Regions from separate parts of the Zea mays genome. Here region 2 is linked to region 1. Evidence: chromatin contacts called from public Hi-C data. All regions are on one chromosome and are shown on one strand. Each heading gives the region's core, a stretch centred on a gene start, on an enhancer-like site or on the middle of the called end of the contact. The rest is flanking DNA. Distances are from core to core; before and after follow the strand shown.

What was found. A called contact is a pair of places that touch in the nucleus more often than the background predicts.
Region 2: a contact with region 1 is called in a Hi-C map of tassel, with 2.3 times the contacts expected there. The contact joins the promoter of LOC100501373 here to the promoter of LOC100282418 in region 1. A contact is called at or near these places in 2 of 25 Hi-C or Micro-C datasets (ear and tassel).

Annotation. Positions count from the first base shown.
Region 1 is chr7:143,097,255-143,102,878 of Zm-B73-REFERENCE-NAM-5.0, reverse strand. It overlaps LOC100282418 (60S ribosomal protein L7a-1), which reads left to right and starts at 2,537. Exons shown (of 7, transcript NM_001155329.2): 1 at 2,537-2,614; 2 at 2,824-2,871; 3 at 2,965-3,166; 4 at 3,844-4,013; 5 at 4,122-4,250; 6 at 4,337-4,429; 7 at 4,517-4,812. The coding sequence starts at 2,612. The coding sequence ends at 4,648.
Region 2 is chr7:143,386,670-143,392,293 of Zm-B73-REFERENCE-NAM-5.0, reverse strand. It overlaps LOC100501373 (hydroxyproline-rich glycoprotein family protein), which reads right to left and starts at 3,407. Exons shown (of 10, transcript NM_001196112.2): 1 at 3,095-3,407; 2 at 2,126-2,198; 3 at 1,772-1,846; 4 at 1,134-1,195; 5 at 975-1,043. The coding sequence starts at 3,217.

The sequences.
Region 1 (5,624 bases), core at 1,288-3,787:
TCTTATTTCGAGATTTGGTCACATCAACAAACCTACAAATGTGATAAAATACAAATAAGATCAATTCATATGATATGAATAATAATTGTGCAATAATTTAGCCAAAGGAAACATACTTGTGATTCCGCCCAGGTGCGACAGCCAGGTGCCCAGGTGCTCGCTGCCAGAGAATGAGAAGTGGAAGACGATGCGGCATCCGAGCGTCGTGCGTTGATGGAAAAAATTAAGGGTTTCAGACTACAAAATAATAAACTGACGGCAAGATAATGGGCTATGGGATACATTATTGGTCTAACTTGGTTGGGCCGTTGGGGGATACCAGGCCCAACCCGGCCCCCTGGTGTCTTCGCCACTGTACTCAAGGTGTCCAGTCCAGAAATTCGACCACCAGCATTGACATAAATAGTGCTCTCGTCAAAATTGGTAGCCATAAAGATGGTGTCCTTGTGTTTCAACTTTTTCTGAAGAGGTTTTGAGTGTGGTACCTAAATTTTAGACTGTCCATAGCAGACGTGTAAAATAAGAGATTTATAAGTTAGATTTATAATGTTTATATGGTAAAATTTAAAATAAAAAAATAAGATAGAGATATGATTGGATAGCTGCTGGAGAGCCTTAGCAATATGACTGTTGGCATGTTCAACCTCTACACAAACCTTGACAAAATTTATCACTTTCCTGTGAAGCCAAGCCATCGCCCTCTAGCATATGACACCGACATCTAAACGATGGTCATGGAGAAACTATAGGCATTAAAATTGTAGATGTGAAAAAAGCATTATCAACTGCAATTGTAACTCAGGAGACATGTATACCTACACCAAGGCAGGATAATAATATGCAGATATGGACTTTGATACAGCATTGCTTCATTCATTGTCTTTCGAAAAATACATTTCTTTTAAATCATTACCCATCGGCTTTTGGAACACTTGGACCGCCAATAGCGTCAACTTAAAATCAGAGTAGACGCTCCTTGCCTCATTTTTAATATCGAATCCAGGAGTCAAAAAGGTTGGATACTTGGAGACGCATTGTTCTGTTGGCTGTAGCTCCATCCAATAAGGTGAAGGAAGACTATGTAAAAGAGCTTTTCGTAACAACGCAGGGCATAATTCGGCTTGTGATTACCTCAGCAGGCAGATCTTGCAAAACGTTTTCTGAAGAGAAAACATTCAGGGCTCTTTTGTTATGGCTCTTTAGATGGCTCATCGTGGAACACTAACAAACGATAAAAAAACGGCTTCTCGTCGAGAGCCCTCGAGGAACTAGGACCGTTTTTGTGTTGGAAGCCGGAGCATAAAAAATGTGGCTTCTATCGGTTCTTTCTTCATTCCTCTAATACAGGAAATAAATTTAAGAGAAACCGTTTTGCCAAACGAATTATAAAATGCTCCGACTCTTATAGAGAATTCAAAGAACCATAGAAGCTAGAGTTGGAATTGTTTTCTGATGAACCGGAGCCTTGCCAAAGGAGCCTCAGAAACAGGATAATTTGAACGACATAACATGCACAATGAAACAATATTGCTTCTAAGTTACAACTCTAATGGAGTGAAAATACATAACTGTCTATCTGTCTATGGACCTTTTTTTTTCGGCGAACTACCCGTTGATGTAGTAATTGAACCACAAAGTCATAGATAAGCCTGAAGCAGACACGGCTAACTTGAGGCTACAAGTACAGTTTTGCAGACAAGTAGACAACACTCGGTGGATTTTTGACAAACACAAATAGCGGCTCCGTTCAATACATAATTGAATATATTCAACGGTGAAATTTAAGTAAATGAAGTTTTGCGGCTTCAAGCATTGGGCAGGGGTGTTTGCAACTATTCAGAAAGCCAAAAAAGAGAGGGAGTAAAAAAACCTTCAAATGAATGTGGTAGGAAACAGCTCTAGCAACCTGCCAACATTTTGAGGCACAAACTAATAACCGCCTAAGGCTTTGATCGGTTGCGATGGATCAAAGGGGATTAAGAGAATTAAATCCCTTTTTATTCAATTTTGAATAGAATGAGATTTAATTCCTCTCAGGACTTATTCGGTTAGGTGGATTAAAAGAGATTGGACGAGATTTAATCCTCTCAATCTATCTCTAACCGAACGAGTCATCAATGACACAATGAACAAGTCATAAATATCAATCACCTGTACTCGAAAGAACACGTCGATTCTACTCATGAAGTATGAGCTGATCGTGATTTCATTTAGATTTAGGTCTCCGTCTCCAGTTTTCGAACGCTCACTAGAAGAAACAGAGGGTAACCTTCACCCAAACAAATGGGCTCAAACCTGCGAGGGATTCAACTGAGAAGTGCTAAGGAAATGGGTTCAAATAGAAACCATCAATACGACAAACGGCCCAAATACCTTTCTCTCGTGGCGGCCCAAGTGGCATCGCCTAAACCCTAATCCCGGAACCGGACGGCTGAGAACGCTCCGCTTGCTTCTCCACCTTGCATCCGACGGCCAGGGTGCGTCCACCTCGGCGTGAGCCATCCTTTATAGAACCACCTCTCGGCTTCCAAGCGCCACTCGCCGCCTCCTCCCCACTGCCTCGTGTGGCCGTCGTCTCCCGTTCGGAACGCCAAGCCCCCCCTCCGGCGAAATGGTGCGTGCGATCTCGCCGCCGATCTTCCTTTTTTTGCTTTGGATTTCCCGCTATTCCAATCTCTTCTTGGTATTTATTTTCAATATTGTTTCGTGGATCTTGGTTGGCACGTGCTTATGTTCCTCTAGTTTTCAGATGTAAACTTGCTGAAAATCTGTGTATGGTTCATGTAACTTGCTAAGATAAGAGTTCGACTTACAAATCTGCAGGCCCCCAAGCGAGGTGGCAGGGCGCCGGTGCCGGCCAAGAAGAAGACGGTATAAATTGTGCTTTCCCGTGGTCTTCCTCGATATGTGTGCGGCGCTATGGTGGGAATGCGTAGTCTGACTGTTGGGTTTGTCTGGGTGCAGGATAAAGTGACGAACCCTCTATTCGAGAAGAGGCCGAAGCAGTTCGGCATCGGCGGCGCGTTGCCGCCCAAGAAGGACCTGCACCGGTTCGTCAAGTGGCCCAAGGTCGTGCGTATCCAGCGGCAGCGCCGCATCCTCAAGCAGCGCCTCAAGGTACCACCGGCGCTCAACCAGTTCACCCGCACCCTCGACAAGAACCTCGGTATGAACACCACTCACTCGTTTACTTAAGAGTGCTAGGTTGCTAATAAACAGTAAAATCATCACCTTCTTGATTTGATGCGGAAATCTGTGCTATTCTAGTTGCACAGTAGGTTAACAACGAACTGTATTGATGCATACAATTATGCATAAGTTCCAGTTACTATTGTCTTTCATTATTTTGGTCATATCGCATTATGCTTACCATTTAGGCACTTGCATATTTGGGTTACCTTAATTAGGGCAATAGGCTTTTCAAGGGTCCATTAGAGTGGGGCCTTTCATCAGTGTGTGCCTGAACCTTTTCATCTAGTCTTACATTGTGACATAAAAATGGCTAGTAGCATGTCTAATCATGCCTCTGATATTCACTTTTAAACACGATCAAACATCATCCTGCTAAACTTAGTGAACATGCATTTACTGATAGACAATAAGACAAATATGTTACCAATTTACCATGTTATCTGTCAGGGGCTTTGATAGATACTGAATGCACTCATGTGTTCTCGTTTAAGTTAACTGGCTGCTATGCTTGAACTATGCCACTACTGGAATTATGCCTTATTTCTGTTCTTTCGCCTTGTCTCTTTTCTTTCTATAACGTTATAACCTACCTATTCATTTTTCAGAATGTATATTATGGTGTTGCAAATCTCTGACTTGAAATGTTTGCAGCTACGAACCTGTTTAAGATGCTTCTCAAGTACCGGCCTGAAGACAAGGCTGCCAAGAAGGAGAGGCTTCTGAAGAGGGCCCAAGCTGAGAATGAAGGAAAAACTGTTGAGTCGAAGAAACCAATTGTTGTGAAGTATGGCCTTAACCATGTGACTTACCTCATTGAGCAGGTATGATTTCAGCACTTCTCTGTTTCTCTTTTGCTTGGTATAGTCAAGGTGCACAATACTTCTGTTGCAACTAGCAATGATATTGACTGAATGTTTGAATTTGTGCAGAACAAGGCTCAGCTTGTTGTCATCGCTCACGACGTGGATCCGATCGAACTTGTTGTGTGGCTTCCAGCCCTGTGCAGGAAGATGGAGGTCCCTTACTGCATTGTTAAAGGAAAGGCTCGCCTTGGATCGGTATGTTACATCTGTGCTGTTGAGAAAGCTAAATCTATGAGTTATTTGAAATGATAAGGCTCACTCAATGGGTTAATCATATGCAGATTGTTCACAAGAAGAATGCATCAGTCTTGTGTCTTACCACTGTCAAGAACGAGGATAAGCTTGAGTTCAGCAAGATTTTGGAGGCTATTAAGGTGTGAAAATATGACATATATTGCAATATTCTTGATACCCTGTAGTCATGCATTCCCTGACGAGTTTATTCTGAATGCACCCTGCAGGCAAACTTCAACGACAAGTTCGATGAGGTCAGGAAGAAGTGGGGAGGTGGCATCATGGGATCCAAGTCGCAGGCCAAGACCAAGGCCCGGGAAAAGCTGCTCGCCAAGGAGGCTGCGCAGCGGATGACCTAGATTGTCTACTGCTGTGTCTGCCCTGTAGTTTAACGGGGAAGAACTGATGAACTCGTATTGTGGTTTTCCGAATCTAGTTTCATATGTTTCTGTCCACCAGACCATGTTTAGAAGCTTTGCAAGACAGAGTTTACAGTGTTTATGTGATGCCTCAGATCCATGCAGCTTTGCTTCTAATTGCCTAAGAGCAACCTCAAAAGTATTTCATGAAAAAATGCCCTTCTACAGCTTTTTAAATTTAGAATTTTAAATGTTGCCATCTTTTGTGACTGTTTGCGAGCGAATGGTTTTTAAATGAGGATTTAGAAAGTGGGTTTATGCTCTAAGCAGTGGTTGGATGTTTTTCCTTTTCTGAAGATGTGGCATCCCGCAATCGAGCTGTTATGCTGGTGATAGTGTTCCTAATTTCCCACGGAATTGCCACTGCCTCTGTAAAACATTTTGTTTTGTCGATAAACTGGTTCTTTTTTTTTATCGCTGTGTATTATGTTAACACCGGGAACGGACGATGTTGGAGGCTGCTAGAGTCTTTATGTACTACATCAGAATATCAGATATTGTCAGTACTTATCGTAACACGTTCTTTACCGTTAATCTATACCTTTCGCGTAGCTAAACTAAAATTTCTTTTACAGACTTTTAGTTGATATAAAACACAACGTTTTATTGAAATTCAAATACATTTGATTACATAATTAAAGGTAATAAAATTATATAATTGATAACAACAATTAATTTTTTATAACTCAAACTTAATAATAAAATTACGTAATTCATAAATAATTACATAACTTAAACAAAAAACAAAAATGAATACTTCACTAATTTATATAGATTTTTTATTTTTAGACTTCAAATGGTTAAAAACACCGGACTAACGTGACACACGTTGGCCAATTAGAACATCTCACGTCACTAAAGTCGACCATTAACTACTGTTGTCGGTGTCCACCAATTTATCTAGTCTAGTGTAGTG
Region 2 (5,624 bases), core at 2,158-4,657, 290 kb before region 1:
CAGGGGACGCTGGCAGCAGCGCGCGCAAGGAAGGCACGGGCGCTGGCAGCAGCGCGCGCAAGGAAGGCATGGCAAAGGAAAGCGCGCACAAGGAAGGCATGACAAAGGAAAGCGCGCACAAGGAAGGCATGTCAAAGGAAAGCGCGCGCAAGGAAGGCATGGCAAAGGAAAGTGACTAATTTGGTGGCTAAATTGATAGACCTAAATTGTAGGGAGATAATTCCAATTAGTCACTTGCCTAATTAGTGGTTGCCTAGTTGGTCAACCGGTGGCCTATATATAGGCCTGTACGCAGGAGACAAAGGGAGGAAGAAATATATTATCAAACCAATCTCTCTCTCTACCAATGACTCTCAAGCGCCTAGGGCTGCTACCCTAGAACCAAGCCTGCGGCAGAGGGGTATAACCTCGCCGGAGAAGACAGCTATCCCCATGGACCGAAGGTCCATGACAGTATGCCTAGTAACATGGTATAATATAATCCAAGAGGGGTAAAAGGAGACTTGAAAGGATAGAATATACTCAAAGATTTAGCATTGAATAGGAGTGCATGGAAAACAGCTATCCATATGACTAAACCTTGACCTGTGGTTTCTATTGGGTTTCAACTCTAGCCTACCCCAATCCCTAACTTGCTTGGAACAAAAGTTTTGTTGTTGTTATTGTATAATATAATCCAAGAAATAATCTAGACCTATGGATACCAAGATCAAACAATCTGGAGACTGAAGTACTTAAGGCAATTGGATTTTTTTAGTTTGGACTTTCTAAATTATACTAGTACTAATGATTTTGGCTAAAATCTAGGGAAGTCCTGGGCATACCAGGACTAGGGCCGGGTCCGCCCATGGCAGGCAAGATGAAAAGGTGCTGAAAATAATAAACTTGATAAAGTGCATAGACCCAAACAATAAGAAAAAAGAAAATATAAGCCTGTACACAGTGCCTAGATGCACCAGCATGAGAGATCATACCTCCACGGTTTGAAGCTCATTAAGAAGCGACAGTGATGGAGTGGTGATCGTATTAAGAACATGCACACGCTACAAAAAAAAGGTAGTTGTATGAATCAGCAGCAGAAATTTATAGCATATCCATTATCAAGTTAAACAAAGAAGCAATTAGAAACTTACATAACTATCTACAAGTTTCCGAAGTTCAAATTGTGATTTCCCAAGCAACAGCAAAACTTTATCTGGGAGATAAGTTATATGTAAGAAATAAATAGAAAATTGAGCAACAACCAAGACGCGTTCAAAAAACATTAGGAGGGGACATAATTCACATGTTCGTTATATCTCTGTCTTTTTTCCTGAGACAGTCTACTGACCATAAGTGAAGATGTGTAGTGCTCTTTTTTTGTTAACTCACTCTCATCCTCCTTGAAGATCCTAACTGCAGCTACATGAGGTTATTTAACTTAGGTTTTGTAGCATGTCTTTTTTTCCTTTTTGTGACAATCACAAGAGGGCTAACAGCACATCCAAACACAAACGCCTTTCCTAGAGTAATTGCACCACTTTACAAACGGACTGGAAATTTATACAAGAGACTCCAAAACTTATATAGATTTGAGACCCCATACATGCATTGGTATCAGACTTTCTGAATATCAACTTAACAGCTTTGAAACCCTCAGGATAATGAGATAATGACAATAATCTCTCAGAATCTAGAATAAACATTATGACGATGCGCGTGCATTGCCATCAATTACCAAAACAATCATGTTCACAAACAAAAAATAAGACATTAGACATGACATAATTACCATTGATTCCATCTTTATTTGGTGTAATTCTTTTAAGCAAACAAGCCCCCATGTCTTGAAGTGCTTCAGAGAACTCTGCATATAACACCATTTATATGTTAATATTTCACAAATACAGATGAACTGAGGTTACACAATGCTGGTTAGGTGAAATCAAGGTGCTTAAGATCCTGCTTGATTAAATAAATCATTGGGAGAAACAGGCTCTGAATATGTTCAGCGTGATCCTTAGAGAGACAATGGTTATTAATATTCAAAAAGTGATGTGCGAACCTAAGTAATAAACACAAAAGAAAACATAGCCAATAAGAGTCTCGAGGTTGGGGGTGGGGGCCTTTTAGACATGAAAATTACCGTATGCACTATTTGCAATTGCTGCAGCAACAGAAAGCAAGTTATCGTAACAGCTCCTCATATCTGTCATATCCTGTCACAGAAAGCAACTACTCAGAACAAAACTAGCAGGAAGCAGACCCATAATTTAAAAACAAGAGAAGTTTTAACATCATCCATTAATGTATTCTGATGAAGCTATACAGCTGATAAACAGAAGTATCAGTTTATCGTCGTTTTTGTTATTCAGGACACCCACACAAAATAGTTCAATTTCGAACAACTGAGGAGTTCTGAAAAAACTGGTTGGGAATGGGCACCCATTTGTCAGACCCCCCAAATCGACACCTTCATTTACTGCAAGGAATTCAGAAGCGTCGTGAGTTCTGCTGGCTGCCACACTAGGCTAGTGCAAAGAGACCTGCCAAACGCTCAAATGTATCTCGCGCCAAGGCGACACCACAAACCATCAATGCACGCTAATCACTCGATTACCACCTCACTGAACAACAGGAGAAAATGCATCTCATCGAAAAACAAAGCAGACATGACTCATTGACTCTGCCAATTAAGTAACCACCACTAGCAGATCAAAGGAAAATCTCGCAAGACTAGGCTAGGCTAAAGCAAATGTGAGCGGACAATTCCCGCCGCACCGTGGAATCCCAATGGTGTCCAGCCATGTGTTGTGAAATTGAGCAGAGATCCGGACACTTAGAGTTTCTACGCAGTCCCCATGGCGACCATGCTCCAGACTCTCACACACCAACCGCCGAACTATGACCGGGCCATCAAAAACCGATCGCGCGGAGTTGCGGCCTGCTGCGAAAACCAAAAGCGGGACCGTAGCTGCCCCCCCCCCCCCCCCCCCCCCCCCACCACCACAACAAGGCGCCGGCCGCGAGATCTCCACAGACGCAACCGACCGACCCGCCCACCCGGCTCGCACGCGCACCCACGAAGCGGAAGGGAGATGCAAGGCCCACGCACCTGGGCAGCAGCGAGGAGCTCCTCCGCCGCCGTGGTGGAGTGGCCGCGGCCGCGGTCCCGGTCCACCCGCTGCTCGTGGCGCTGCAGCGCGAAGCCCCGCAGCTTCCGCAGCGACGACTTCATGTCCGCGCCCCCGCGAACCCGAGTCGGGGCGGGCGCCCCCGCGAACCCGAGATCGCCCGCGGCTGGCCGGCGGTGTGCTCGCGGAAACCCTAGCTGCTAGCCCCGCACACTCCCACTGGCGAGCGGGAGCGGGAGAGGGAGGGAGCGAGGGCGAGTGGGGAAATGGAGAATTCTTTTTCCCTGCTTTTCGAGAGCCCGAGTGCGGGTGCGGGGGTGCTGCGCTGGTGCGCGCCTTCTTTACTTCCTCCTCCCGCGGCCCGCGCATGTTTTAATGTGCCTTTAATTAGTTAAATAATAATGATAGTATTTTTTTAGTAATTGATGAAAACAAAAGCAAGTGACTTTTTTCTCCCTGTAGGGTTGCTTGTCTCCCATGAAGCTTTTGTAGGTCTTTGTTTGGTCAAACGGAGCCGTCGGTGTTGCTGGTGCTAATATATGCTTTATGCTAGTCGACTACTAAGGGGTGTTTGGGAACAAAGTTTTTCTGCAGTTTTGGAAGAATACTGCAGTATTCTCAAATACTGCAGTATTATATACATAATGATGTTTGGCAAGCTTGGTAAAATCTCTGTTTTCAAAACTGAAGTATTGCAAATACTATAGTTGTTTTAAGGCATTCTAAACTTAGCTCTGGACCTCAGTTTTCAAAACTGCGGTATTATAAACTACGGTATTGTCATAACTAAAGTATAGTATAGTATTTCAAAAACTGTAGTTTTCAAAAACTTTGTTCCCAAACAGGGCCTAAAGTGCTCCACACACTAATATATTTGCTTCGGAGGATAAAGGACTCTCTTATCCTTTTTGCATCGAGACTGTCTATCCTACTCCCTCCGGTTTCCTATTAGTTGTCGTTTAGGACAACGACATGGTCTTCAAAATATAACTTTGACCAATGTTTTTTGTTAAAATACAAATGAACTCTTAATACATTTATACTTTTATAAAAGTACTTTTTATGATAAATTGGCGCATATAAATATTAGGTTCCAAAACTAAATAACAAAATAATTATTTGTAGTCAAAATTTTATAAGTTTGACTCGAACCTTATCCAAAACGACAAGTAATAGGAAACCGGAGTGAGTATTCTTCCTTTCCTTGGCTTTGATGCAACCCATGCCATCGGTCCGGTCAAAGAGAGAGTCCTTGCGGAAAGCAGAGAAGAACGGGACGCAAACATCGCATGGGTAAGACTCGACCCATCTTTTCGTTCAACGAGATCTGATGCCAACCAGCAGCGGGTTCCCCGTCTCACGGTCACGGGGCGTTGTTTAGGATTAGTGGGGGGCGGAAATGGGACGCGTCCCGTGACGTGAACGTGCCATTATTACACTAGTACTATTAAACTGATTGATGCTTACCGGCACAGGAACCGTGCCCAATTAAACACACGGTCTTTTGACCGGACCATCGTTCGTTTGGGCGTTTCATGATTAAGCTGCGCCGTACGACGGACGGACATTCTGACGAGGGTCGCCGTCGCTGGCGTACCGCGTACCCAACGTGTCGGTGGGAGATCGTTGTCGCCACAAATATATGCTTCCTCGCTCCATCCTCGGAATACTGGTTGCAACGGTGTTTTTTATCAGCAAAAAGATTATCAAATTTAACTACATCTATAAAAGTATTGACAGTATTTAGTATATCTCTTGTACTATTAAAGATAATTTAAAAATGTATGTAATAATGTTAACTATATACTATAAATATTAATATTTTTCTTGTATATGTATGATCACAATTAGAAAATAATCAACTCCTTAAAAAACCACGTATACGGACAGAGCAGATCTAACGGTTGGGATAGTGGACCGTCGGATCCAATATGCTAGAAACTAGCATTATATTTAGATGTTATTTAGAACTAATAAACGTGAATTGATTTTAAAAATAAATTGCATAAGCGATGACTAAGGGGTGGCATAAATCTATTAATCGTAACACGATAAATCTGTTAATCCTAATGGATTTTGCCTGTGATTAGCTCATATGGTGCTAGTGCTACAATAAACATGTGCTAATCGTGGACTAGTTAGGACTAGCAGATTCGTCTCACTAATTAGTCACCGTTTAAGCAATCAATTTTGAAATCAGTTCACGTTCTTCTAATTAGCCTCAAAACATAGCGCTGTTTTTTAGCAGCCGGATACAAGAAGGCCTAACACAGCCATGCAGAAATCTTCAGCAAATCCAGATGTCATCTTCACCACAAAACATACCAGATAGCAGAATGGCAATACAATTTTTTTCAAACCGTAATTTGCATTACTCAGCTGCTAACAGACAAGCACCAATAATTACTAGGAGGGGAGGTAGATATGATCTCTTCCCCCTTCAACAAACTCAACGCCCAACGCTGCCATAGTGCCTTGGCATGGACTTGCTACAATCGTTACCTTTAAACA